3 separate regions of the Mus musculus genome follow, and regions 1 and 3 are each linked to region 2. A link is a contact called in public Hi-C and promoter capture Hi-C data. All regions are on one chromosome and are shown on one strand. The core of a region is the stretch at or near the end of the contact, and the rest is flanking DNA. Distances in the headings are between cores, read along the strand shown. Region 1 holds the start of Timm50 (translocase of inner mitochondrial membrane 50). Region 2 holds the start of Yif1b (Yip1 interacting factor homolog B (S. cerevisiae)). Region 3 holds the start of Zfp30 (zinc finger protein 30).

Region 1 (3,556 bases), core at 249-2,748, 930 kb before region 2:
CTGCTGAGATGGACACATAGCTTCAGGCACGGTGACAGGTTATTTCTCCACCAATACGAACCGCAGTCCCTTGTCCCAGGACTGAAACCAAGCACACTGGTCTAGCCCTACTCTTCCCACCATTCCCTTAGTTCCTGAATTCAGGTACAGGGAACAACTAGAGGATAGAACTTTTAAGTACAAGGGGTCGAAGAGGACTTCTTGAATTTCAAGGTGAGTATCCTAGTTGGAGGAGCCAGGTAATGAACTGAGTATGGGGAAAGAAAGGGGGGGTTCACAGTAGAAATCTGGGGGCCAACAGTCAAGGGTTATGTCTCTCACCAAAAATATAGACGATGCTGACAGTCCCACCAGCTCCGAGCAAACCGGCGATCCAGAGCGCAATTTTTTTGGCATAGCTGGGACCCTCGGAGCCTGGCTGGTGCTGTGGCCCCTGGGCCTTGGAGCCCCCACGGTTGGCAATTTCAGTGACCTGAGTGGAGGGGGATGGAGGAGAGGTCACACAGAGAGAAATAACAGAATACTTAAATTTGTCCAAGCAGCCTCAAGATCAAGAACCAGGAAGTGGACATCCAGAGCAGAAAACTGTGTCCCTGAAGGGGTGAGTTCAGAGGCTGCTCCCCTCAGACAGTCACAACTAAACTGTCTAGAGAATCACAGGGGTTCAAGAGCTGAAAGGGCAAATTGCTCAAGGTCTTGGAAGCAATAGCACTGCAGGGTCTGGAGCCAGGAAGAGTAGGGCAAGGAGAATAAGGGATGGGTGTGTGTGTGTGTGTGTGTGTGTGCGCGCGCGCGCTAGCACAGAGATGTCAAAACTAAAGGGACAGAGGGCACCCAAGGGACAGAACGAACAGTTAAGATATCCGGATACCCAGAGCCCAAGATGGAGGGGTTTGGAAGGGAAGGAAGCAAGAGCGAGGAGAGGCAATCTCCTGTCTGGGACTTTGGGAACGGAAAGTCATGGACTTGGAGGTCAGAATGGCTAGGCTGGAACGGACGGCAGGCTGGATCCTTCCTGTTCCTCTCGCTCAAGGAGGCGATTGAAATGTCACTGGGACAGACCCTGGGTCCCTAGCGCCCTGGGCCCCACCCCCGTCAAGTATCACCTGAATGGTCACCGAGATCAGAACAGGTGACCTCTCCCGGCACCCACGTGGTTGAGACCTGGGCTCCAGGGGATGCACTCCGGGCCTCCATAATCCAGCCCCGGGGGAGCAACTGTGGTCCACACAGGAAGCATGGAAACATCGAAAACGCGGGCTCCGTCCCATTCAGCACCCTGAGGTGCGGTCTCCCAGACCCGCCGGGGTTGCCACCAGACGCCCAAAACTTTAGAGAGAAGCCCCATATCGGGGCGCGCGTCCCGGCGCCGCTCACCTGCTCGGGAGTGCGGGGAGGTGGCGGCGCTAGCCGCGTGCACAGCCCCCGCGCGCCTACCCGGAGCCCGCTCCGCAAGCGCGAGAACAGAGCCGCCGAGGCCGCCATCTTGCGCTGACGCCACGCGGCCCCGCCCACTCGCTCCCTCTCTCCCGCCCAGGCGAGGACTACGACCAATGGGATCGCTGAGGTAGTGCGTGTGGACAGGAACCCGAGAGGGACAAAAAGAACTGGGCGGAGTACCTTTGGTGCGCTCCTAGTCGGTCTTTCCTCTGGCTGAGCGCGAAATTGGAATACTGTCATCTGGCACCACGCCCCCTGGGGCCCTAAGGACCGCCACCATCCAGTCGCTCGGACTTTGCCTTTCACCTCCCATCGTTAGAAATGGACAGAGGCCCAAAAAGTGAGCTGACCCAGCATCCCTCAGTTTTTCTCACGTGGACCAGGAGGCTGAACCAGTCTTCTTTCCCGTCTCCAGATCTCTTTTTACCCCTAACGCCGTGAGTTTGTAGAAAGGACTGGAGTATCTTTCCTTTGCCCAACCACTCATTTGGATCTACCACTCATCTGGATTCAACCAAAGGAACGTTCCGTGCTGACTTGTTTAGGCTTTAGAGTGATTAAGAAAGCAGTGAATTAGGGGTGCGGGAGCCACCATGAGTCTTGCCCAAGTTGTTTTCTATTTGTTTGTTTATTCATTCCTTTATTTGTTTAATCATTTATTATTCACTCGTTCATTCACTCATTTTAAATGTATGAGTGCACTGTCTGCAGGTACAATTGCATGCCAGAAGAGGGGATCATATCTCTTTATAGATTGAACTCAGACCCTCTGGAAGAACAGCCAGTACTCTTAACCGCTGAGCCATCTCTCCAGCCCCCACAAGTTGTTTTCAATGGGAAAAAAAAAGTCAGATTTTTACACTTAAACTTTAAAAATCCAAAGTACTGCAGGGCATTGGTGGCACATGCCTTTACTCCCAGCACTGGGGAGGCAGAGGCAGGCAGATTTCTGAGTTCGAGGCCAGCCTGGTCTACAGAGTGAGCTCCAGGACAGCCAGGGCTACACAGAGAAACCCTGTCTCCAAAAAAAGACACCCACCCACCCACCCAAAAAAATCCAAAGCACTAAGATAGTAAAACTACAAAGTTGGGCAAAGGAAAGCCACACAGAATTCAGAGCTGTTATTTCTGGAGTGGAATGAAATGGATTGGGGTGCTGCTTAAGTGTGCTCAGTCAGCCTCATGCCACAGGGCGTGGTCAGAAGACAACTTTCAAGAGTCGGCTCTCAGCTTCCACCGAGAGTCCAAGGAATCAAAGTTGAGTCATTTGAACTAGGCTGTTTTCCTCACATTAACTTGGGTGAAAATGCCCGTGGTCAAAACACTGCCTTGACATGGTAAGTCTTGTTTGCCTTATATTGATATAACTGTGTGGAGGGAACATAGGTATTCATGAAATATATCTTCATTTTTTAAAAATTAGGTTTTGGGGTTTTTTTGTTTTTTGTTTTTTTTTTTTGGTTTTGGTTTTGGTTTTTCGAGACAGGATTTCTCTGTATAGCCCTGGCTGTCCTGGAACTCACTTTGTAGACCAGGCTGGCCTTGAACTCAGAAATCTGCCTGCCTCTGCCTCCCAAGTGTTGGGATTAAAGGCGTACACCACCACGCCTGGCCTAAAAATTAGTTTTATCAAGTTGGGGAGTGGTGGCACAGATTCTTTTTCTAGATCTAGGTCTTAATTGTTCCCTTGTATTTCACCATAGGCTGGGTAAGTTCTGAACAGTCCAAAATCCATTCTTTTTTTTTTTCTTTTTTACTTTTTAAAAAAAGATTTATGGGGCTGGTGAGATGGCTCAGTGGGTAAGAGCACCCGACTGCTCTTCCGAAGGTCCAAAGTTCAAATCCCAGCAACCACATGGTGGCTCACAACCATCCGTAACAAGATCTGACTCCCTCTTCTGGAGTGTCTGAGGACAGCTACAGTGTACTTACATATATTAATAAAATAAATCTTTAAAAAAAAAGATTTATGTATTTGTTTATTTTGTGTGAGTACATTGCTGTCTCCATTAGCCACTCCAGAAGAGGGCATCAGATTCTATTACAGATGGTGTGAGCCACCATGTGATTACTGGGAATTGAACTCGGAACCTCTGGAAGAGCAGCCAGTGCTCTT
Region 2 (3,652 bases), core at 1,117-3,616:
GGAGCCTTTGGAACTGGAGTCATAGACAGTTATGAGCTGCCATGTGGGTGCTGGGAACTGAACCCAGGTCCTCTGGAAGAGTAGACAGTACTCTTAACTGCTCAGCCATCTATCCAGCCCCACCCCACCCCCACCCCCTTATTTGAGACAAGGTTTCTCTGTGTAGCCCTGGCTGTCATGGAACTTGCTCTGTAGACCAGGCTGGCCTCGAACTCAGAAATCTGCCTGCCTCTGCCTCCCGAGTGCTGGGACTAAAGGCACGTGCCACCACGCCTGGCTCTCTCTCTCTCTCTCTCTTTTTTTTTTTTTTTTTTTTTTGGAGATTATTTTAAGTAGTTCACTTGAACTCAGTATAAACCTAAGGATGGTCTTGAACTTCTGAACCTCCTGCTACCACATCCCGAGTGCTGGGATTGCAGGTGTGTGCCAACACACCTAGCTGCACTATTTATATAAAAGACATGCACATTTGAGGATTCTGCAATACGCAGGGATTCAACAGACACCTATATATAGACAGATGAATATATATATATATTTTTAATTTTTTTTTTCACACAAGAGGCCTACAGCAAGCCCAAAATGTCTGCCTTATTGATTTTTTAAAAAGGTCACAGATAGATGGATTTAGACAAGAAGAAGGCTGAGAATGAGAAGTGGAGGTAGTGCCTAGGAGTCAGACTCTAACACGAAGCAAAATGATGTGGATGTATCTCAGCAAAGGACTGCATCTGACACAGGTTTCCTCCCTAAGGAGCCATTGCAGAAGAGGAAAGGGAAGCCACAGGACAGGGTCATTTGCTGACCATCTCCTTCTGGAGTGCTATCACTTCCCAGAGGCATTTCCGACTTTTTTTTGTCTTTGATAAGCAGAAAAAAGGACAGAAGGGGCCAGCCATGGGTCGTGGTGGCACACACTGTAATCCCTGGATTTGGAAGGTAGAAGCAGGAAGATCAGGGTTCAAGGATGTCTTTACCTTAATGAGTTCGAAGTCAACCTAGACTGTGTAATGCCCTTTCTCAAATCAAAAGAGGTAGGGGCATACTAAGGAAGAGAAAAAGAGACACTGAGGGACACACAGGAGGAAGTTAGTTTTCAGGGTTCTATGCTCAAAGTTGTGCTTGTGTGCATTCAACTGTGAGGGCTGTATGCACCTCTGGTGGACAGAAAGCTTGAAGGAAAAGAGCCATGTGAGAACATTTTTATGAACTTCTGGGAAATTGCCTAAAGGTACCTTCGAAGAAAGTTACCAGTTCTTCTGAACTAATATGCTGAGGGCCTCTTTTTCAATCTTTTTTTTTTTTTTAAAGATTTTATTTATAGTAAGTACACTGTAGCTATCTTCAGACACACCAGAAGAGGGAGTCAGATCTTGTTACGGATGGTTGTGAGCCACCATGTGGTTGCTGGGATTTGAACTCTGGACCTTCGGAAGAGCAGTCAGGTGCTCTTACCCACTGAGCCATCTCACCAGCCCCAATCTTTTTTTTTTTTTTTTTTTGTAAGACTAGAGCTCACTATGTTCAAAGCCAGTACTCGTGACTTTTTTTTTTAAAGATTTATTTATTATGATACATAAGTACACTGTAGCTGACTTCAAACGCAGCAGAAGAGGGCGTCAGATCTCATTACAGTTGGTTGTGAGCCACCATGTGGTTGCTGGGATTTGAACTCAGGACCTTTGGAAGGACAGTCAGTGCTCTTACCCGCTGAGCCATCTCACCAGCCCACTCATGACTTTCTTTTTCAGCTTCCTCAGTATTGGGAATACAGAAGTGATCCACTAAGCTAAACTTTGTTTCTCAGCCTAAATGGGCCCTGGTGCCGCATTCCTTTAATCCTGAGCCAGACAGATCTCTGTGAGTTCCAGGCCAGCCTGGTCTACAGAGTGAGTTCCAAATCAGCTAAGGCTACACAGAGAAACCCTGTCTCGAAAAAAACCAACCAACCAACCAAATAAATAAATAAATAAATAATAAAAATGAGTGCTGCGTCTGTGTAAACGATAGATGAGCCGGCATAACTGCAATAATCCATCATTCTCCCCGCCTTTCACGCTTCTTCAGCCTCCCTGTGCTCTCAGTTAACTAAATCGAGTGCCTGCCTGTAAAGAACTACATTTTCCGTCGACTTCGGGCTCAACAATAGGAACGTTTCCTTCCTGCCTGAAGTCTTCTCCTCCTAGATCGCACCAAGCTCCGCCCTGCTGCCGCTAAGGTACGGCCTCTTCCCTTACGTCATTGGCCTCAGTTCCCGCCTCTTATGTAAGCCGACGCCCACTCAACCAGGCTGCACCCCCTCCAGAGGGTGTGGCTTTCTTGCGCTATCGTGAGACCTATTGGGTCTCTCGATACTACTGGGGCGTGGCTACGGGAACCGGGCGGGCCCATTCCAAACTGCGGCTGTGGCGTTCTCGGCCGTGGCATCTAAAGCATGCACGCGACAGGTTTGGCGGCGCCGGCGGGGACGCCCCGGCTGCGTAAGTGGCGTACGTGGCTGGCTGAGGAGATCGGGCGGGCGAGGGGTGTGGCGGGGCCGTCGCGGCGGTTGGCGAGGTCACTCCAGGTCGGACGGAGGTCACGAGATCCCGGACCTGGAGTTTCTAGGTGTGCACAGCCCAGGGATGCCAAGTCCGGGTAGGGGGCGCATCGCGGGTAGGTTCTTTAAAAAAAATTCCTTTAAAAGAAAGCAAGTTGGAGGAAAATGTAGTGCGGTGTTCAGAGAAACGCTACTTCCATTCATTTGCAGTCAGCGATTTGACCTCCTGTGCTACCCACCTTTCCGAGACTCTTCAGTGCTTAGGAACTGTCACCCACGCTCCACAGTACGGCCCCTGGGCACTCCCTGTGCGGACAGGGCCATATTTACATCCCATTTAAGAACACAACCAGTACTTATTGTCCTGCTAACCTCCTTTTTCCAGCTTCGTTAACCTCTTTTCCCAGATGTAAATTTGAATTCCTCTTGGTCTCTCAATATCTATGTCCTGTTTGTTTCATTTATTCATCTAACATAACTTGCTCCTGTGAACCCTGTGCCAGGCCCTGGGCTGGAATTTGGGTACACACTAGTAACCACCAAAGCCCTGGTCCTTGCTTTCTTACAGCTAGAGTTCAGGAGGAAGATAGACACTTTCCAAGGAAGGAAACTTGTCGGTCAACTAGAGTAGTAAGAACCAGTGTGTGTGGTGTGTGTGTGTGTGTGTGTGTGTGTGTGTGTGTAGTCCTGATTGTGACTAGGGTTTGAGGAGGCTCCATTTACCCCTTCACTCCTTAGTGTCTGGCCGGCCTGTGATATGTGACCAGCTAGCATTTATTCCTGTCATAAAGCTGCCAGTACAGAGCAATGGAACTGCTGTGATAGAAGCATGGGGGAGGGTTCATGGTGCACACCTGTAACCCTAGCACTTGGGAGTCGACTTTGAATGCCTGCCTGGGCAACATGTGTTTAAAGTAAACAGTGTGAGAAGTCAGGGGTGGATTCCCAGAGATGGCTCCAGTAAGGGCACTTGCCACCAAGCCTGACTACCTGAGATGGATCTATGGTGGACGGACACACACACACACACAAAGATGAGTTAGTTCCTTTTAATAGAGTGCTGGACAGATGATGTAGAGTGCACAGGCAGATAGGTTGGGGCTGGGATGGAGA
Region 3 (3,578 bases), core at 800-3,299, 550 kb after region 2:
CAGCCAGGGCCATGCAGTAAGACTCTACAGTTTCATTATGTGTGTGGTCTGTGCCTGTGAGGGCAGGTGCTATCAAAGACATGTGTGGCACCAGAGGCATCAGCCTGCCTGGAGCTGGAGTTTGGATGGCTGTCAGGCACAGGGGTGTTAGGAACCAGGAACTGGACTGGGTCCTCTGCAAAAGCATGCTCTTAATCACTGAGCTGTCTCTTCAGCACCTTCTTGTGTTTTGAAACAGGGCCTTGCTCTGTAGTTTTTTTTGTCTTGTATTTTATGTGAATCAATGTTTTGCTTACATGCATTGCCAGTTGCCCATTGAAACCAGAGGAAGTCATTGCATCTCCTGGTATTGGAGCTACAGACAATTGTGAGGCACCATGTTAGTGCTGAGAGCTGAACCTGGGTCCTCTGGAAGAGCAGTCAGTCCTTTAAGCACTGAGCCACCTTTCCAGACCCCTCAATTATTAAATGCTATAATATTTAATAATACTAATCATCATCATCCTCATCAGTGTTAGAAACCTATCAGAAGACAAGCTACCCAATAACCCAGGGTGGTGCCTAATACCTGTAATTCCAGCTGAATGGAGAAGCTGATTCAGCAGAATCACAAGTCCCAGGCCAGCCTGGGCTGTCGTTCAAATAAACAGCCCACCAATGTCAGGCTAAAGGGGCCCCCACAAACCAAATCTTGGGAAAAAAATAGGCATCAAAAAGAATTAAATTAACTATAACTCATTAAGAATCTATGCATATGTGCTGTTGAGACTAAATTAAACGGGCTAAAGGAAAGCTCTTTCTAACATAACTCTCTTAGGGTTTTATTGCCGTGAAGGGACACCATGACCAGGGCAACTTTTATAAAGGAAAACATTTAATAGGGGCTGGCTTGCAGAGGTTCAGTCCACCATCGTCCTGCGGGAAAGGTGGAGGCTTGCAGGCAGATGTGGTGTACCTTGGGCATATGTGACCTCAAAGCCCCGCCTCTACGGTGATGATACACTTCCTCCAATAAGGCCACACATAAAATCACTACTTGGCATGGGCAAGCATACAAATGCATGAATCTATGGGGCCATACCTATTCAAACCACCACAAGAACATAAGAATAACATGAAAACCCAATCGATTATTCTTTCAGAGAAGCCCATACTGCGATTTCAGGTGCCGTCATTCGGAGCCCCTCTCCTCATGCTAAAGCCTAAAACCCCAAGCCTAAAATAATAAAATAAAATAAAAAGCCGGGTGGTGGTAGCGCATGCCTTTAATCCCAGCACTTGGGAGGCAGAGGCAGGTGGATTTCTGAGTTTGAGGTCAGCCTGGTCTACAGAGTTCCAGGACAGCCAGGACTATACAGAGAAACCCTGTCTCGAAAAAACAAAAAAAAAAAACCAACAACAAAACAAAACAAACAAACAAACAAAAAACCCACAAAACAACAGCCACAACAAAAACTCAAGCCTGCTTTGTTAAAAGAAAACCACGTCCGAAGTGGTGGTGCACACCTTTAATTCCAGCACCACGGAAACAAAGGCAGGTGGATCTCAGAGTTCCAGGCTAGCCTGGTCTACACAGATTCCAGGCTAGCAAGGGCTGCATAGAGAGAGTTTGTCTCAAATAGAGATTTAAGAAGAAAGAAAAACTGGTTAAAAAAAAAAAGAAAAGAAAAAGAAAAAACTCAGGTAGAGGGCGGGGGTGTGGTGGTGTGTGCCGTTAATGTCCACATTCAGGAAGCTTACTGGAGAATCACTTCAATTTCAAAGTCAGCCTGGTGTCCACAGAGAAAACCAGGGTCATTTAGAGAGACCACAGCTTTAAAAACAAACAATAGATGCCCAAACTAGTATAAGTGGTTCAGCCAACGCTCCACGCTGGACCTCAAAGCATCTGGGGGTTAGTTTGTTCAACGCCAGAGCTACTGCTGTAGGCCTAAAGACTTGGCCATTTCTGCCCAATCCTGGATCCTGGAACCAAACTCCCTCTGTCCAGGCCTGCACAAGATGCTACCGAAGGCTCCCCGCCTCCCTGCGGCTCCCTTGTGCGCATGCGCATTGAAGCAGCGAGAAAGAGACACACACAGCCCCACCTCCAACCCCCTTCCCCTGACCAAGAGCTAGGGGCCTGGCTCGCAGCCTCCGCGGGGCTGGAAGCCCAGAACCTAGTCAAAGAAGCTAGTGGCAGTCGGACTCTCAGGCTTGAGATCTGATGTCCCAGAGCCTTCAGTACCACGGTCCCGTCCGTAGCACTTTGGTGCCGCCGCTGCAGCGCTGACCGCGCTGGCAACCCACCCTCCCGGGATACCCGTCAGCTGGGTGGTCCCCGGTCTCGTGCGGCCTACGCTCTTCTCCGGGGACCCGCTCTGAGGACCCCTGGGACTCAGGTGGCCCGTTCGTGGGTACAGCTGCCGTGCTGACGCGCTGCACCTAAACCCCGGCCTGGCTGTGGACAAGGACCGAGAGGGAAGGCGGGGGCCGCGACTTGCACGGTGGAGATACCCTGTGCAGAACCTTAGATTCCCGGCGGGCCTGGGGAGCAGAGAACCGGGGGACACCTCGGACCTAAGGCTGGGCAGCCCCGGACTGGTAACTGGTGAAGCAGAGTGGCCGAAGCAGCAAACTCGGGCACGGGTGACTGTGGGCTGCTGTAGTCTATCTCGCTTGCTGGGATCATACGGATGGGGTCAGCCTGGAGCCCTGAAGCTTGGAAGGGGATTCTGATCAATTTCAGAAAAGCGTAGGGGTGAGGCCAGAGGACGTGGTGGCATACACCTGACTTCTCGGGATTTGGGAGGTGGAGGCAGGGGGAGTAGGCGCTCAAGGTCATTCTCTACTGCCTAACGTTGGGTTGCAAGAGAGAAAAAGAAAAGAGAAGAAGAAGGAAAGAAGAGAAAAGAAAAGAAACAAGGCCTGGAGTGTCTGCCAGTCTTCAGAAGAGACCCTAGAAGCCAGCAGCTACTACTTCTGTTTAAAACAGAGATTATGTGTGAGTTTCTAGAACTTCTGTGTTCCTGTGAAATGCTTGAGTTTTTGTTTTTCGTTTTTGGTTTTTTGTTTGTTTGTTTTTGCTGTTGTTGTTGTTGTTGTTTTGAGTATGGATTTTTTTAATTTCCTTCCCTTTGAAAGACGTTTGTGAAAATGTTTTATTCAACTGTGAGTGGTGTCACTGCCACTCCACTAGGACCAAGTGTTCAAGGCCAGCCTGGGTTACATTGAGACCCTGTCTTTAAAAAAAAAAAAAAGCGAACTATTCATTGCTTTGGGTCTGAGAATTTCCCTGCATTTTCAGTGGGCAGAGACTTAATCAGGATTCCTCTTTGAGTGCGCAGCGCCTGCGGTTCTATGGTTATGTAGCACCCACGTGCTATACATTTAGATGTCCTGTTTTTCTTAGGATTCTCTAATACGGAAATATGTCTGCTAAAGTCTGATGTGTGATTGGTCAAGGACGAGCATGTATTTAAATGATTGAGGTGGTGGCTGGAGGGACCACTGAGGCATTTCCTCAAGCCCCTACACTTTTCGGGTTTTTTGTTTTGTTTTTATTTAAGATTTATTTATTTTATGTATATGAGTGTTCG

The links. Promoter capture Hi-C pulls out the DNA fragments that hold promoters and counts their contacts. Hi-C and Micro-C count contacts between places; a contact is called where the count stands out from the background.
Region 1: a contact with region 2 is called in a Hi-C map of B cells, with 11 read pairs. The contact joins the promoter of Timm50 here to the promoter of Yif1b in region 2. A contact is called at or near these places in 1 of 39 promoter capture datasets (liver), 2 of 484 Hi-C or Micro-C datasets (B cells and CD8 T cells), 1 of 115 datasets of contacts at active chromatin or transcription factors (pancreatic cancer cells) and 1 of 9 other capture datasets (adipose tissue).
Region 3: a contact with region 2 is called in a promoter capture Hi-C map of neural stem cells. The contact joins the promoter of Zfp30 here to the promoter of Yif1b in region 2. A contact is called at or near these places in 1 of 39 promoter capture datasets (neural stem cells) and 1 of 115 datasets of contacts at active chromatin or transcription factors (pancreatic cancer cells).

Annotation. Positions count from the first base shown.
Region 1 is chr7:28,310,548-28,314,103 of GRCm38.p6, forward strand. It overlaps Timm50 (translocase of inner mitochondrial membrane 50), which reads right to left and starts at 1,499. Exons shown (of 11, transcript NM_025616.3): 1 at 1,378-1,499; 2 at 322-472. The coding sequence starts at 1,485. It overlaps Gm51445 (a long non-coding RNA gene), which reads left to right. Exons shown (of 3, transcript XR_003946618.1): 1 at 1-213; 2 at 543-601; 3 at 1,538-2,226.
Region 2 is chr7:29,235,957-29,239,608 of GRCm38.p6, forward strand. It overlaps Yif1b (Yip1 interacting factor homolog B (S. cerevisiae)), which reads left to right and starts at 2,367. Exons shown (of 8, transcript NM_001110201.1): 1 at 2,367-2,480. The coding sequence starts at 2,435.
Region 3 is chr7:29,781,919-29,785,496 of GRCm38.p6, forward strand. It overlaps Zfp30 (zinc finger protein 30), which reads left to right and starts at 2,050. Exons shown (of 5, transcript NM_001360208.1): 1 at 2,050-2,983.